Linked DNA regions of Mus musculus: all the other regions are linked to region 1. Evidence: chromatin contacts called from public HiCAR-type and HiChIP or PLAC-seq data. All regions are on one chromosome and are shown on one strand. Each heading gives the region's core, a stretch centred on a gene start, on an enhancer-like site or on the middle of the called end of the contact. The rest is flanking DNA. Distances are from core to core; before and after follow the strand shown. Region 1 has its middle 79 kb from the start of Gm29835. Region 2 has its middle 21 kb from the start of Gm36723. Region 3 overlaps Gm36723 (a long non-coding RNA gene). Region 4 overlaps Gm36723 (a long non-coding RNA gene).

Region 1 (3,244 bases), core at 243-2,742:
TTAAGGTGAAGAAATTGGGGGAGCAGGCCAGAGCAAAGCTTACAACACCTTCAGGAAGGCAAGACTCAACATCAAAAGGCATCTGGCAGTTCTGGAATGACTAGACTCTGATTGTAGCTTTCTTCGTATGAGGCATCCACGCCTGTGCTGCACACACGCCTCTCATTCTAGTCAAGTTTTTAGTGCTCCAGGATGACTTTCTGTTTCCCGTGGAAGGTGTTGCTTGGTAAACTTTTGAGAGTGTGCCTCCATACATAGTCCAGGTAGGCATTAAATTTGAGACAGTCCTGCCTCTGTCTCCTGAGTACTGGGATTTCAGGTCAGGTCACTGTAGCCCATATTCAGCTTCATATAAACTTGTTTGTTTTGTATTATTTTCCATACAAGGAAACTTCTTTGTGTAATCTGGGTTAAATTAGTTCATTTTGGATCTGAGGTGATCATGTTTCTGGTAAATTCTTAGGATGTTTATTCCAGGTTGTTGAAATCTACCTGTGAGATCCTGCCTTAGAGTAACTGCAGGGAGTTAGCTCCAACCCAGCTGCCTTCCACCTAAGGCAAGGAGGAGAGAGGTTGCATCCCGGTGACATAAGTATCCACCCTTCCCATCTTTCTCCTTCCTCTGTGGTTTAAAATTACTGACCATTCGAAGCTAGGAAAACATCACTTCTTACAGTAAGATTGGATCCCCCTTCCCCAAAATGTGCATGATAGTCTGCTGTTATATAGAGAAATGAAGGAAATTATGATGTAAAGAATTATTTATGCACACAGCATTGAGTTTGAAGTATATAGAGTTATTAAATTAAAATTCTCTCTAGATTTAAACAGATCTAGAAAAATAAATAAATTAACTTTAGACCCCAGCTCTGCTCCTGAAAATTTCAAATCAAAATATATTTTCCATGTATAAGTTGTTTATCTATATAAGCAATTCATTGTTAAAGAATGATTTCTGGGGGCCTAGGTATTAACTTCACAGACAGTGAGAAACTGAAAAGAGAAAACCACCAAACTGCTAACATCTTTGACCAACTCAGTGACTGAATCAGATTCCGCAAAGGACTTTGTATTAGTAGGTCTGAGTTAGGAGCCATCTAGGCCGGTTCCTTAGAGTGAATCACTGGCTATTTCACCAGCTGCTAGGCTCTGGACAGGCCTGCCTTCCACCCCAAACCTACCACTCACTCTCCCACCCCACCCCATTCTCAAGTAGGGCAGGGAGAGCTTTCACTGTCTTGGTGACTAGAACTAAGAAACTAAAGCAGTTTTTTATCCAGAATGCCATTCACGTTGACCCTTCTGCTGCTGCTGCTGGTGGTGGTGGTGGTGGTGGTGGTGGTGGTGGTGGTGGTGGTGGTGGTGGTGTGTGTGTGTGCATGTGTGTGTGTGTTCCTTCTGCAAAAAAATTGCATTGTTTCCCTTTTGCAAAAGGCTGCCGTGCAATGTATATGGTGACCTGACTGTGGCAGTGAAACCGTTCTATGTGGTTTGTCCCTCCACCCACACACAGCATGCTTTACAGACTTGACAGGGATGGATCAACCCTTAGAGGAACAAAGAAAAAAAAATTCAAAATACCCCTCCTCCAAAAAATACCCCAGAGTGTGAAACTTTCTGAGAAAGTCTGGCCTATTTCTTTAAAGCTGGAAAAAAAAATAACAAAAATAGAACTTTCTTGTTTATTCAGATCATATCAGTTCTGTTTCTAGAACCACACAGCTCAGTTGCTACCCAGCGATTTTTTAGAAAGTCGGATGATTGCGTGCGCGTGGCTTTTGCTGAGAGTGAGCTGTGCTTTTCATATCATTTATTAGAAGGTAAATGCATAATTACACAGCATGCTCATATAAGAGCAATAAACTTTACAGGAGTATTTATAAAGCGGTGTGTTTATATCAACGGCACTACACACACAACAAATAATAATAACATTGTGGAGAAAATTAGCTCCTTTGGTGCATAACATCCAATATGTAGCTCTGTATAATTAATATCCTGCAATTTAACATGTTATTCATTTTCTCTTTTCCCTCCCCTTGACTCAGAAGAAAGCAACAGAATTTGTTTAATTTAATATGGCATTTCACAACAGCATAGAGCCAAAATACATCCTGCTGGATTAATCTGATTTCCCACCCTATAAATCTGAAAGCAGGCCTGGGCTTATTAAGCCAGAGAGAGAGCTCTCTTGGCTTGTTAGTAAGTGTTAGCCTCCCTTCACTGTCTTCCTTGTGTAGCATGTGTTCTTTCTTCTTTTTGATTCTTTATATACTTTTATTCACTGGCTTTCAATAAGGGATTAAGGCTGATTTCCCCAAGAAAAACTGGAGAAGCCTGGAGCCACCTTTGACTGTTAGAATGGCAGAGAACAGTACTCTATGGCTTCCTGGTGTTGCAAACAGTCCTCCATGATGGGAATCCATTGGCTCAAAATGTTACCCATGCTGAGGTCAATAGACCTAGCATGAATTCTCTGGTCTTTTCATATAATACATCCGGATTACAATTTTTCCTTTTTCTACTCTTCCCAGATTCTCCCAGCCTTCCCTCCTATCCCAACCTTCCCTCCCATCCCAACCTTCCCTCCCATCCCAACCTTCCCTCTCATCCCAACCTTCCCTCTCACCCTAACCTTCCCTCTCACCCTAACCTTCCCTCTCACCCTAACCTTCCCTCTCACCCTAACCTCCCCTCTCACCCTAACCTTCCCTCTCACCCTAACCTCCCCTCTCACCCTAACCTTCCCTCCCATCCCAACCTTCCCTCTCATCCCAACCTTCCCTCTCACCCTAACCTTCCCTCTCACCCTAACCTCCCCTCTCACCCTAACCTTCCCTCCCATCCTAACCTTCCCTCTCATCCCAACCTTCCCTCTCACCCTAACCTTCCCTCCCATCCCAACCTTCCCTCTCATCCCAACCTTCCCTCTCACCCTAACCTTCCCTCTCATCCCAACCTTCCCTTTCATCCCAACCTTCCCTCTCATCCAGATCCACCCTCTTTCTGTTTCTCATTAGAAAGCAAACAGGCTTCTAAGGGATAATAATAAAATATAATATAATATAATAAGATAAAACAAAAACATCAGAATAGAACAAAGCAAGCATAAGAAAAGACATCAGACACAGATATAGACCCAGAAACTCTCTCATTAATGCACTCAGGAATCCCATAAAAACACAACCCAGAAGCCATATGGATATTCAAAGGACCTGTAAGGTAAAGGGTGGGGGATAAATAT
Region 2 (3,244 bases), core at 406-2,905, 720 kb after region 1:
GTAGAAATGAACTATAATTTAGTTGGTGTCACTGTGGGAGGACTTTGAAGGACCAGAAGAAGCCTGGGGGCTTTTGCATGCTGATATATATATATACGTGTGTGTGTGTGTGTGTGTGTGTGTCTGTGTGTGTCTGTGTGTGTGTGTACGTACATAAACATATATATAGCCATTGCATTGTATCTGGAACATGTAGAAAGGTCAAGCTGAGCAATTGTAACTAAGATCTAACTCTTTTTTTTTTTTTTTTGTCGTGGTGGGGGTGGGAGAGGCAATAAGTTCTCTATGTATCTTAGGTTGGCCTTGAACTTGTGGCAGTCTTCCTGCCAAGCTCATAGAGGGTCATGACCAGGAAGTTGAGATTCAAATTCTGCTTCAGCAGATGCCACAAACTGCCCATTAAACAAAGCATTTCTGGCATTCAACAATGCACTTGGTATCATTTCTTAGGTTTCTGGCAAAAGGTGGTGGGAACAGGTTCTGCTGGCTAAGTAAGGGACTGGGAAGTGTGGATAAAGAGCTTTTTGTCACACAAGAATAACATTTGTCCGGGACACTGCCCAGATGCAGATTTGGATTGGTGACTCAGCTCGGAACCAAGGAGCCACAGTTTATACTTAAGGAAGAGGTGTGACCTTGACCTTGACCTCAGAATTAGTGTCAACTCCCAAGCTGCCTTTACAATTCCTTGTAAATGGGACAGGGTAAACAAGATACAAAAGTAAAGAGGACCCAAGCAGGGCTCCAGAAGAGAGTCACTCCACTGTCTGGCTTTTGAGAAAAACCTTGGAAACTAACTCAAAACAGATGTATGTGACTAGAAGTCCCAGGCCCTCCTCCTGTTCATCCCCAAAGCAACCAATGCCAGACAGCTTAAGATGCCAGCATGGCACTCTACCCTGATGCTCTGCAGGAACAAACCCAGAAGGCTCGGAGATCAAGGCCACTGTAGTGGCCTCTGTCAGCCAACCCTTCCCCTGCAATGATTTCTTAAAGAGGCTAAGAAGGGAGCCTGGAGTATAGAGAGGCAGAAAGCAGGTCCTGGAGCTGCACACAGCATTTTAGGACCTTTGCTTTAAGATAAATAAAGCCAGGAAAGGCATCAACCAGACAGACTTGGGGGTCCGTGGGTTCACACTGGCTCAAGCGTGGAAAATGGATGGGAGGTAAGAAAACAGAAGACAGAAAGACAAAGTAGGCAATTTGGCTAGGAAACCCAAGCAAGAGGCAATTCAAGAGGCCCAAAGGATGTGAAATTGATTAGACTTGTTGATGGATTAGAACTTGAAGGAAAGACAGCCATGAGGGAAATTCCCAGGTATTGGCTTGGCAGCTGACTAATAGAAAAGTCCTATAAAGATCAATCTGAAAGGCTGACACAAGTGCAGAAGTCCTCTAAGACAAACTCCTTACTCTGTGCAGTCCATGTCAAGATGACAAAGTGACAATCCAAACCTTAATTCAATACCTCGTGGTGGCATGTGGGGAACAGAGGCTTGCCATTCAAACTCCACGAAGAAAAAAAGGAAAGTAGAGAAGGGAGATGGAGAGAAGGCTGTGTGTGCATGGCCAGCGCCTCAAGCAGGAGATTACACACATTGCTGGTTAGCTAGAAGAGGTTGTTTGCTGCAGGGACACACCCTACCCAGCTTAGCAGGAAGTGACAGCCTGGATGGGATGGGCCATGCCATTTGTAGTAAGGGCGAAATTTAAGGGCGAGCCACTGTGCACCAGGGATGAAGAAACCCATCAGCAAGAGCCTGGAGGCAATTGAATCAACACAGCTTTAAACACTCCCATTGAGCTGCACCTCCAACTACTAGATGTTAATACTATACATCTGAACCTTCTATTAGGAACTCTAGCCAGGCTGTTTCACAGCTTTAGAGTGGATAGCTCTGCCTGTTGAGATCCCCACTCCTCCCCTGCACCTGAGCCCACTCTTAGCCTCAGACATGCAAGATAAAGAGAGACTGGAAGTTTAGGCTGTCAGTGGGTGCTGCACTGGTCTAGTTACATAAATAATAAACACATTGGGCCAAGTCTAGGACTCACTGCAGGATGGTAAGTGTGTCCAGGCCTGGAGGTCACATGAGAAGTACATCCACGGGCTAATGTTTTTGCTTCTCTGGGTGTCAAGTGAGAGGATGTTATATCCATAGAAGCCAAAAGTATATTTATCTACCTAGGTCTTACATGTCTCAAAATCCTAATCAGTCCTAAACCCATTAACTAGTCTCTCATTTATTCCCATATTCCTTATTCTTTCAGTATGCATCCTTGACCCCATCTCCAGGAGTAAGTCTGTAATCCAGGTTGACAGAGAGCCTGGTGTTCTCTTGGGAGTGGGGAGAGCTACACACAGGCAGAAATATTCCTGGACATTCACAGGAACTATCTGGAAAGAGACTCTTGCTTCCCACCGTACCCAGGAGGAAGCAAGCCCAAAGCTGCAGTGGTGACAATAAGATGCCACCGCAGAAAGAAGATCCAGGACAGCAGAGACAAGTTGCAGTGAGGATGGCAAGCTAGTTGTGTTAGACACTTATTGCTGTGAAGAGATACCATGACTATGGCAGTTTGAAGGATAATGGCACTTCTGAGCTCATATGTTTGAATGCTTGGTCATCAGGAAGTGTCCCTACTTCAGAGAGATTAAGAGGAGTAGCCGTGTTCGATAGAGGATGCATATCACTGAGGGTGGGCATTGAGATGCCAAAAGCCTGTGCCAAGCCCAATGGTTCTTGCTCTTCCTGCTGCCTGCAGATCCTGATGCAGTACCTTTCCAGCACCATGTCTGCCTGCATGGTATCATACTTCTTGCCATGGTGATACTGGACTAAACCTCTGCAACTATAAGCCAATCACAGAGGTTGAGTTCATTCAGTGTTTCTCTGTGGTCATGGTGTCTCTTCATAGCAATAGAACAGTGAATAAGACAAATGACCAAGACAACTTGAATAAAGGGAAATATTTAATTAGGTGGGTGCTTATAATTTTAGAGAGTTATCCCATGATCACCATGGTGGGAAGCAGATGGGCATGGCACTGGAGCCAATGTAGCTAAGAGTTTTACATCCTGATATAAAAGCAATAGGCAGGGAGGGCAAAACTGGAATGGTATGAGCTTTTGAAATCTCAAAGCTCACCCCCAGTGACACATCTCCTCCAACAAGGCCACATCTCCTAATCCTTCCCAAACACATCTGCTATCTGGGGATGAAGCATCCAAACCTATGAGCCT
Region 3 (3,244 bases), core at 478-2,977, 620 kb after region 1:
TGTATGTGGTAACTAGGTACCCAAGTACCTACTCCAGGTACACACACACACACACACACACACACACATACCTAGGCCTCAGCAGGATTTCATCTTCCATTTTCCCCATCCTTATCTGACCCCCAAGATTAACCATCACAACCATAGAGAACACATTAATTGGCATAGAAGCTGAACCATGTGACTGTGTTCTTCGTCTTCATCTGCTATGACAAAGTTTATTGCAAACGTCTCTCTAATGCAGTGGTTCTCAGCCTTCCTTTGCTGCAACCCACTAGTACACTTCCTCATGTTGAAGTGGCTCCCAACCATAAAATTATTTTGTTGCTACTCTATAACTGTAATTTTGCTTCTGTTGTGAATTGTAAATATCTGATATTCAGAATATCTGATATGTGAACCCTGCCAAAGGGTTCTTAACACATAGATTGAAAACTGCTACTCCAATATATCTCCGCTCACTTCTAAAGCAAAGAGATTGTTGGTGCCTCATGTAGGTGTCTCTGGGTGTGCCTTGTGTCGTCTCTTGTCCTGCATGGTACTGGGAATGTATGCCACTCATGGTTCTGCCTCTATGCCCATTAATGTATTCTTCATCGACTTTAAACCTACCTTCCTCCGACTTGTTTTGTAATATTCTTAGGCTTGGCAATGGTCCCATTGCATGGTGGGAGAGGACATTAAAAGTGTCTATACCACAGACTTACATGGAGCAAATGCAGTTGCCTTGTAGTAGAAAACTTCAGAGTATTAAGTTGCCACCTCCGCATGATTACAAATGAAACGCTTGCTCTGCTGTGATGACCTAACTGGTGTCAGGACTTTCCCCTAAGGGAGACTACTATCCTGAACTCATGTCAGTCCCTGAGGACATATAGTCATATGGAAATAGGAAGCCAGAAGAGATTTCTAATGCCTGTGGCCAAATCAGCTGTTTCTGTGCCCTCTGCACTCGCACCTGTCAGGCACCACCAGTCCCATGGAAAGTCCACCCTCGGACGATGCTCCCAGGGCTAGCATGAAAGGAAGGAAGGAAATCTTTCCCATCCCACCTGACAGGTGTCGGGTACAATGCATGCAAGATGACCCCCTTCTCTCTTCACTATGGAAAGGAACTCTCAAGTCCTGTGATGACAGGCACCCAGGGGTAACACTGCAGTACCCTTCTGAAATTGCTCATATATCCACCATGCTTGAAGGTAGGGTGTGGCCGTGAGTGCCAAGTCAATCAACTGAACACTTTCACCCCCACCCACCCACCCTATTGCTAGCTATTTTCAAAAGAGGAGTGCAGGTGCCCAACTTCCTGTGGCCGAAATGACTGGGTTGCTAGAGATGACTCAGTGACATGTGTCGTGGTTGTCTGACACAGCCGGTGTGCCTCAGAGCCCAGGAAAGGTCCCTGCCCACAAACTAGTCAGTCTGCAGCCAAACAGCCCTTGAGTTCCAGGCACCCGGTTCCAGTCCCCCCCACCCCGCACCCCCTCCTGGAGCCAAGATGGACTCTGTGCACAAAGCAGGTGTGGGAAGGGAGGGCAGGGAAGTAGGCCCCATTGTTTTTATAACAATCCCTTCTCATTTTCTATACTGCAGCCTTCAGTCCATTACAGGCAATTTCCTGGCATCACCCAAGCTTGAAAGGCCAGATCAAAAGTACAGGGTGTCCCAGCTGTGTGGGCCTCACTCAGACTGAACACTAACCACAACCCTTGCAGATAATTTATTCCACTGGAGACACCCTGTGCTTCCTCCCTGGGCGCCTGGCCCTCTGGTCTCCTCCACACTCCAATTGTGGAAGTACTCATCTCCCCTGTGACAAAAAAAAAAAAAAAAAAAAAAAAAAAAAAAAAAAAAAAAGGCTGCTCGGCTTTGGTTTCACACCTGCTGGGCTCACAGGATTTGAAGCCATAGTTGGGACATACAAAGGCTCAGAAAGCTGAATTTAGGTTAACAAACTGTGTTCGTTTTAGTATGTTAGAGGAACCTGAGAAGAGGATGTTGATGTTTGGTGCTCAGTAGGTGATCAAGGAATTAGAGCAGAGGCAGGAGCAGAACTTCATGAGGAGGGGTCAGGTGAGTTCTGGGATGGAACCAAAAAGCAGGAGGATAACTACTGCATAGAGAGATGACACAGGGCACAGATCAAGGACAATAGCCTCTAGATTCTTTAAACAACGTGTGTGTGTGTGTGTGTGTGTGTGTGTGTGTGTGTGTGTGTATGTGTTTGTGTTTGTGTTTCTTTCTGACTGTCTGTCCGAGTGTTCGTATTCACATGTGTATATATGAAGGTATACCTGTGTGTCTTAAGTGTGTGTGTGTGTGTGTGTGTGTGTGTGTGTGTGTGTGTGTGTGTCTTTCTGTCTGTCTGTCCGAGCGTGTGTATGCACATGTGTATATATGAAGGTACACCTGTGTGTACATGTATGTGGAAGCCAGAGGTCAACCTCATTCCTCAGGAGCTGTCCACATTGCAGTATGAGACAGAATCCCTCACTTCCTTGGGCCATTGCCAAGGCTAAGCAGACTGTCAAACGAGCCCCAGGATCTTCCTATTTCTGCCTCCTGGTGCTGGGAATGCAAGCCCAGCATTTTTCACTAGTTCCGGGCTGGAAACTCAGAGCCTCCTGATTCTTTGGCAAGCATTTTAACAACCTAGTTATCTTCTTAGCCAGGAAGAACTGTTACCAACCAAATAAGATAACCAGAGAGTAGAATGGACATTGGGAAACGGCTATGCCTGAAGGCTTTTATCTGATTTTATTCTGGTTCATTTTTATTCTATTGAGGTAGGGTCTCAAGTAGTCCAGGATGGCCTCAAACTTCTGGTCCTTTTGTCCCCACATTCTAAGTGCTAGGATTAGAGGCATAGGTTACCACAATTGCTCGTGAAGGTTGTGTTTAAAACCACAAATAATATAGCTGCAGGGTAAGGTAGTTTATTCCTGTAATCCCAGCATTGCGGAGGCTAAGGCATGAAGACAGAAAGATGGCTTCAGGTGTAATGTCAGCACGGGTGACATAACGAGTTCCAGGCAAGCCTGGACTGCACTGTGAGACCTTGCCAAGAGAGAAGGAGGAGGGAGGGAAAAAGGAAGAAAAGAAAGAGGAAAGGAAGAAAGGAATGAAGGGAGAGAGAGGAAAGTAAGGAAAATAAATCAACAAACAACAACAACAAAACAGGTCAAAGATGATAATTTTCGATCTGAGAATGTAGTTCAGTAATAGAATCCTTGCCTAGGTTATG
Region 4 (3,244 bases), core at 322-2,821, 600 kb after region 1:
CAGACAGATTGCATGTGAGCCTCTGAATCCATCTCTCTGCTGGGATAAGGGAAAGCCTCCTCGGCCAGTTGCAGCTCACACACTCACCATGTCAGCAACAGCTGGCCTTAGCCACCAATGAACTGGTATTCCCTTCACAACACATACCCATGAATAGTCATGGTTTTCAACTACTTCCTGGCAGTGGAAGTAGTGATTGTTTAGTAGGAAGAAGATGCTATGGAAAACCTCATGGTTTTTCTCTAGACATTCTCATGGCTTGGTTACCTAGTCATCTTTCTCCTGGTAGTCAACTCTAGCTCCTGCAAATACTTCATAGGGAACTGTTTTAGCTGTTGTTGTTTTTTTCTTTACCTATGAGTTAACAGGTAAACTAGTAGGTATGCTAATTAATAACTGTAACCTAACTATTTTCACCAAAACCAGAAGCTTAGTTGTGTTCCAAAGCGCATACATCTGTTGGTCAGAAGTCAGTATTGATAGGCAAGCTCCAGCCTGTTAGGGTTCTCTTCCGTCCAGGCCACGTGAGTTCCCCGGCATCCATTCCTAGCATGGTCTCCCACCCAATGGCGAGAGAGGACTTCTTCTCTCTTCCAGCCAGTCTATGAAGTGTCACAGGAAAACATATGAGCTCAGGGATATGAAATGTTCCTGGAAGCTCTCAACTGGCCCACAAATGCACTGTGTCATTAGTAAAGCAGGAAGCTACCCTGATCCCTCTACACCTTGGCTTGGGCCCATATTCTCCATATACCTCACTCAGGGAACTCTTCTCCACCATCAGAGACCTGAGCTATTGAGCTATTGGTGGAAAAGTACTTGGTTGTATTTGTCATTTCCATTTTACATCTCAAAAGCCTTGTATGAAACCAGCAATTTCACAGGTCATTTTAATGTCACAAACATTTCCATCTAGATGTGTGTGTGTGTGTGTGAGAGAGAGAGAGAGAGAGAGAGAGAGAGAGAGAGAGAGAGAGAGAACATGCAAGTCTCTGAACTGAGAGCTAAAGGCAATGCTGTTGCTTTAAGTTTGATTGGAAATGGCTCTTATGAACCCATGTATTAAAGACCTGATCACCAGTCTCGGTCACTAATGAGAGATGGTAGGTAGAACCTTTTAGGAGGTTCCTGGTGGAAGGAAGCTAGGTCATCTGTGCAGGGTATTAGTGATGGATATTGGGACCCCACTTCTAATCTGATGAACTGCCTCAGCAGCCCAGCTATGATGTGCAATGCTACCAAAGGCCCAAACCAACAAGGCCAGGCAACTGAACTCTTAGAAACCATAAGCCCCAAAATAAACCCTTTGTTTATTAAATTGATTTTCTCAGGTATTTTGTGAGAGTGATGGAAAGTTGGCTAACACAGCTGCTGGAGGGCTTGAGGTTAAAACAGAGACCCCACCCCCCCAGCTCATCAGGTGTGTGGTCTCATTGACTGTATGCTTCTTGCTATAGAGACTTTATCAAGACATACGTTGCTTTACAACACAGAGATAAAAGCTGATTAATGCTGTGCCTGCTCATTTTCTTTCCTCTTACTTAGCATTCATTATGTAGGTGTTTCTAGATGAGGGAGATACTTCAGTGGTCATGCTCTGTCTTTATCTTTTGGGTCAGCATTTCCTGTATGCTAGTTCCTGCCTAAACCACATCACTTTCTATTTCACTTTGCCAACATTCCTTTAATTGTTATTTTTGTTTTGTTTTGATTCTTCTTCACTAAGGTAGAACTGCTTTCCTGAAGGTGTCTCTGGAAGCGTGTCACTTCCACTGGGATGGTATCTTTTATTTTAAAGAATCCACGGTTAGCTATTTTGAGATCTAATTGTGTGGCATTGAATATGTGCAGTGCTGGTTTGTTTTCAAGGAGAGCATCCTTAGACTCGGAGGCTGGGCTAAGACACACCTGCATGGAAGCAAGAAGTGCCAGGCAAAAGTAAAGGAGCGGGAGAAGGGACTGGGAAGGAACCCAGTGAGAAGTAAGAAAGCAGGTCTACCTTCCGGTGGGGACAGCGCATGAAGTCTTATCTGAGCTTTAGTTTTTGTTTTTGTTTTGCTTTGTTTTGTTTTGTTGTTTTGGTGGTGGTTGTTGTTGTTGTTGTTGTTGTTGTTGTTGTTGTTGTTGTTTTTCAAGACAGGGTTTCTCTTTATAGCCCTGGCTGTCCTGGAACTCATTTTGTAGACCAGGCTGGCCTCGAACTCAGAAATCCGCCTGCCTGTGCCTCCCAAGTACTGGGATTAAAGGTGTGCGCCACCATGCCCAGCTTGGGCTTTAGTCTTTTACACAGCAAAGGAGATGTGTGTTTCAATAGATGGCTTAGAAGACAGCAATTAGGTAAAGAACAGAAAATGAGTTCCTGAGAGGTCTACTACATGGAGATCAGATTCTGACAAAAGCATTGCATTCGTTGGTAGGAAATGACTTCGCCACCCACAAAGACCAACATAGAAAATAACTAATGTGCTTTCAGACTCTTGGACCACCCTCTTTTTGCCCCCAAATGACACTGAAGACGTGAAACCTTGTGTATCATGCTCTTATCAGAAACAAATAGGAGGTCTCCTACTGGAAGAACCTTGTCTTAAATAACTGCTTCCACAAGAAAGCCTCTATCAGGGTAGGTTTTTAAGTCTCTCTCAGAAAACCATGCCAGAGGGACAATGATTTTTTTTAAGATGACAACAACAACAACAACAAAAAGAGACAGTTTGGTTTCAAAAGAATATAATGATACAAGAACTTGGGTTTTTCTGCTGAATTCAAGTGACAGGATTTAAAATTACATGAAAGAATTTCAGCCATCATAAAAAATAAATATGTGCACATCCCAAATGTCCCCTTAGAGAGGAGCTCCTTCCTCAAAGGTCGGAAGTGAGTCGATCAGGACACTCGTTAGGATTGTCCCTTCCGGGACAGTAGAGCCACAAGCAATTTCTTTCTTGGATTCGCCCCACTCTCCATATTTTTAACATGTTTATTGTAGTTTAAAAATACTTCTGTTTCTTACCCCCCTCCCAAATAATCAAATAAGGAACAATAATAATAGCAACACAAAGATAATGTCTGTCTGCACATTGTCTAAGGATGTTTCAGTGGCAGCATCTATCTTTGCTCTGTCCGCACAACTAAAATCTTTGATGTCTTTAAACCTGTGACCATCCCCTAGACCAATAGCATAAGAGCACACCCCCATTGACTAGGAACGTTCCATCAGAGCCACACAACAGAATAGGTAATTCTG

The links. HiCAR-type assays count read pairs that join an accessible place to other places. HiChIP or PLAC-seq counts read pairs in DNA pulled down with a chosen protein or histone mark.
Region 2: a BATF HiChIP or PLAC-seq map of CD8 T cells shows a contact between it and region 1, with 10 read pairs. The contact joins two enhancer-like sites. A contact is called at or near these places in 2 of 15 datasets of contacts at CTCF or cohesin (large pre-B cells and pro-B cells), 1 of 484 Hi-C or Micro-C datasets (nephron progenitors), 4 of 115 datasets of contacts at active chromatin or transcription factors (CD8 T cells, effector CD8 T cells, embryonic stem cells and 1 more) and 1 of 9 other capture datasets (embryonic stem cells).
Region 3: a HiCAR-type map of Th17 cells shows a contact between it and region 1, with 5 times the contacts expected there. The contact joins two enhancer-like sites. A contact is called at or near these places in 5 of 484 Hi-C or Micro-C datasets (B cells, CD4 T cells, CD8 T cells and 2 more) and 6 of 115 datasets of contacts at active chromatin or transcription factors (CD8 T cells, T-cell acute lymphoblastic leukemia, Th17 cells and 3 more).
Region 4: a BATF HiChIP or PLAC-seq map of CD8 T cells shows a contact between it and region 1, with 6 read pairs. The contact joins two enhancer-like sites. A contact is called at or near these places in 4 of 484 Hi-C or Micro-C datasets (Th1 cells, bone marrow-derived DN3 thymocytes, cerebellar granule neurons and 1 more) and 2 of 115 datasets of contacts at active chromatin or transcription factors (CD8 T cells and embryonic stem cells).

The regions. Positions count from the first base shown.
Region 1 is chr12:26,056,164-26,059,407 of GRCm38.p6, reverse strand. No RefSeq gene overlaps it. Among named protein-coding and RNA genes, the nearest start is that of Gm29835, 79 kb to the right of the region's middle. Within about 2 kb of position 1,492, at least 22 of the 459 cell types and tissues checked have an H3K27ac peak or open chromatin away from gene starts, as enhancers often do. A contact at or near this core is called in CD8 T cells, Th17 cells, Th2 cells and 2 more, where this site is marked.
Region 2 is chr12:25,333,677-25,336,920 of GRCm38.p6, reverse strand. No RefSeq gene overlaps it. Among named protein-coding and RNA genes, the nearest start is that of Gm36723, 21 kb to the left of the region's middle. Within about 2 kb of position 1,655, at least 44 of the 459 cell types and tissues checked have an H3K27ac peak or open chromatin away from gene starts, as enhancers often do. A contact at or near this core is called in CD8 T cells, effector CD8 T cells and memory CD8 T cells, where this site is marked.
Region 3 is chr12:25,437,029-25,440,272 of GRCm38.p6, reverse strand. The region is part of intron 9 of Gm36723 (a long non-coding RNA gene); the gene reads right to left. Among named protein-coding and RNA genes, the nearest start is that of Gm36886, 36 kb to the left of the region's middle. Within about 2 kb of position 1,727, at least 88 of the 459 cell types and tissues checked have an H3K27ac peak or open chromatin away from gene starts, as enhancers often do. A contact at or near this core is called in CD8 T cells, Th17 cells, Th2 cells and 1 more, where this site is marked.
Region 4 is chr12:25,454,133-25,457,376 of GRCm38.p6, reverse strand. All of the region lies in intron 9 of Gm36723 (a long non-coding RNA gene), which reads right to left. Among named protein-coding and RNA genes, the nearest start is that of Gm36886, 19 kb to the left of the region's middle. Within about 2 kb of position 1,571, at least 12 of the 459 cell types and tissues checked have an H3K27ac peak or open chromatin away from gene starts, as enhancers often do. A contact at or near this core is called in CD8 T cells, where this site is marked.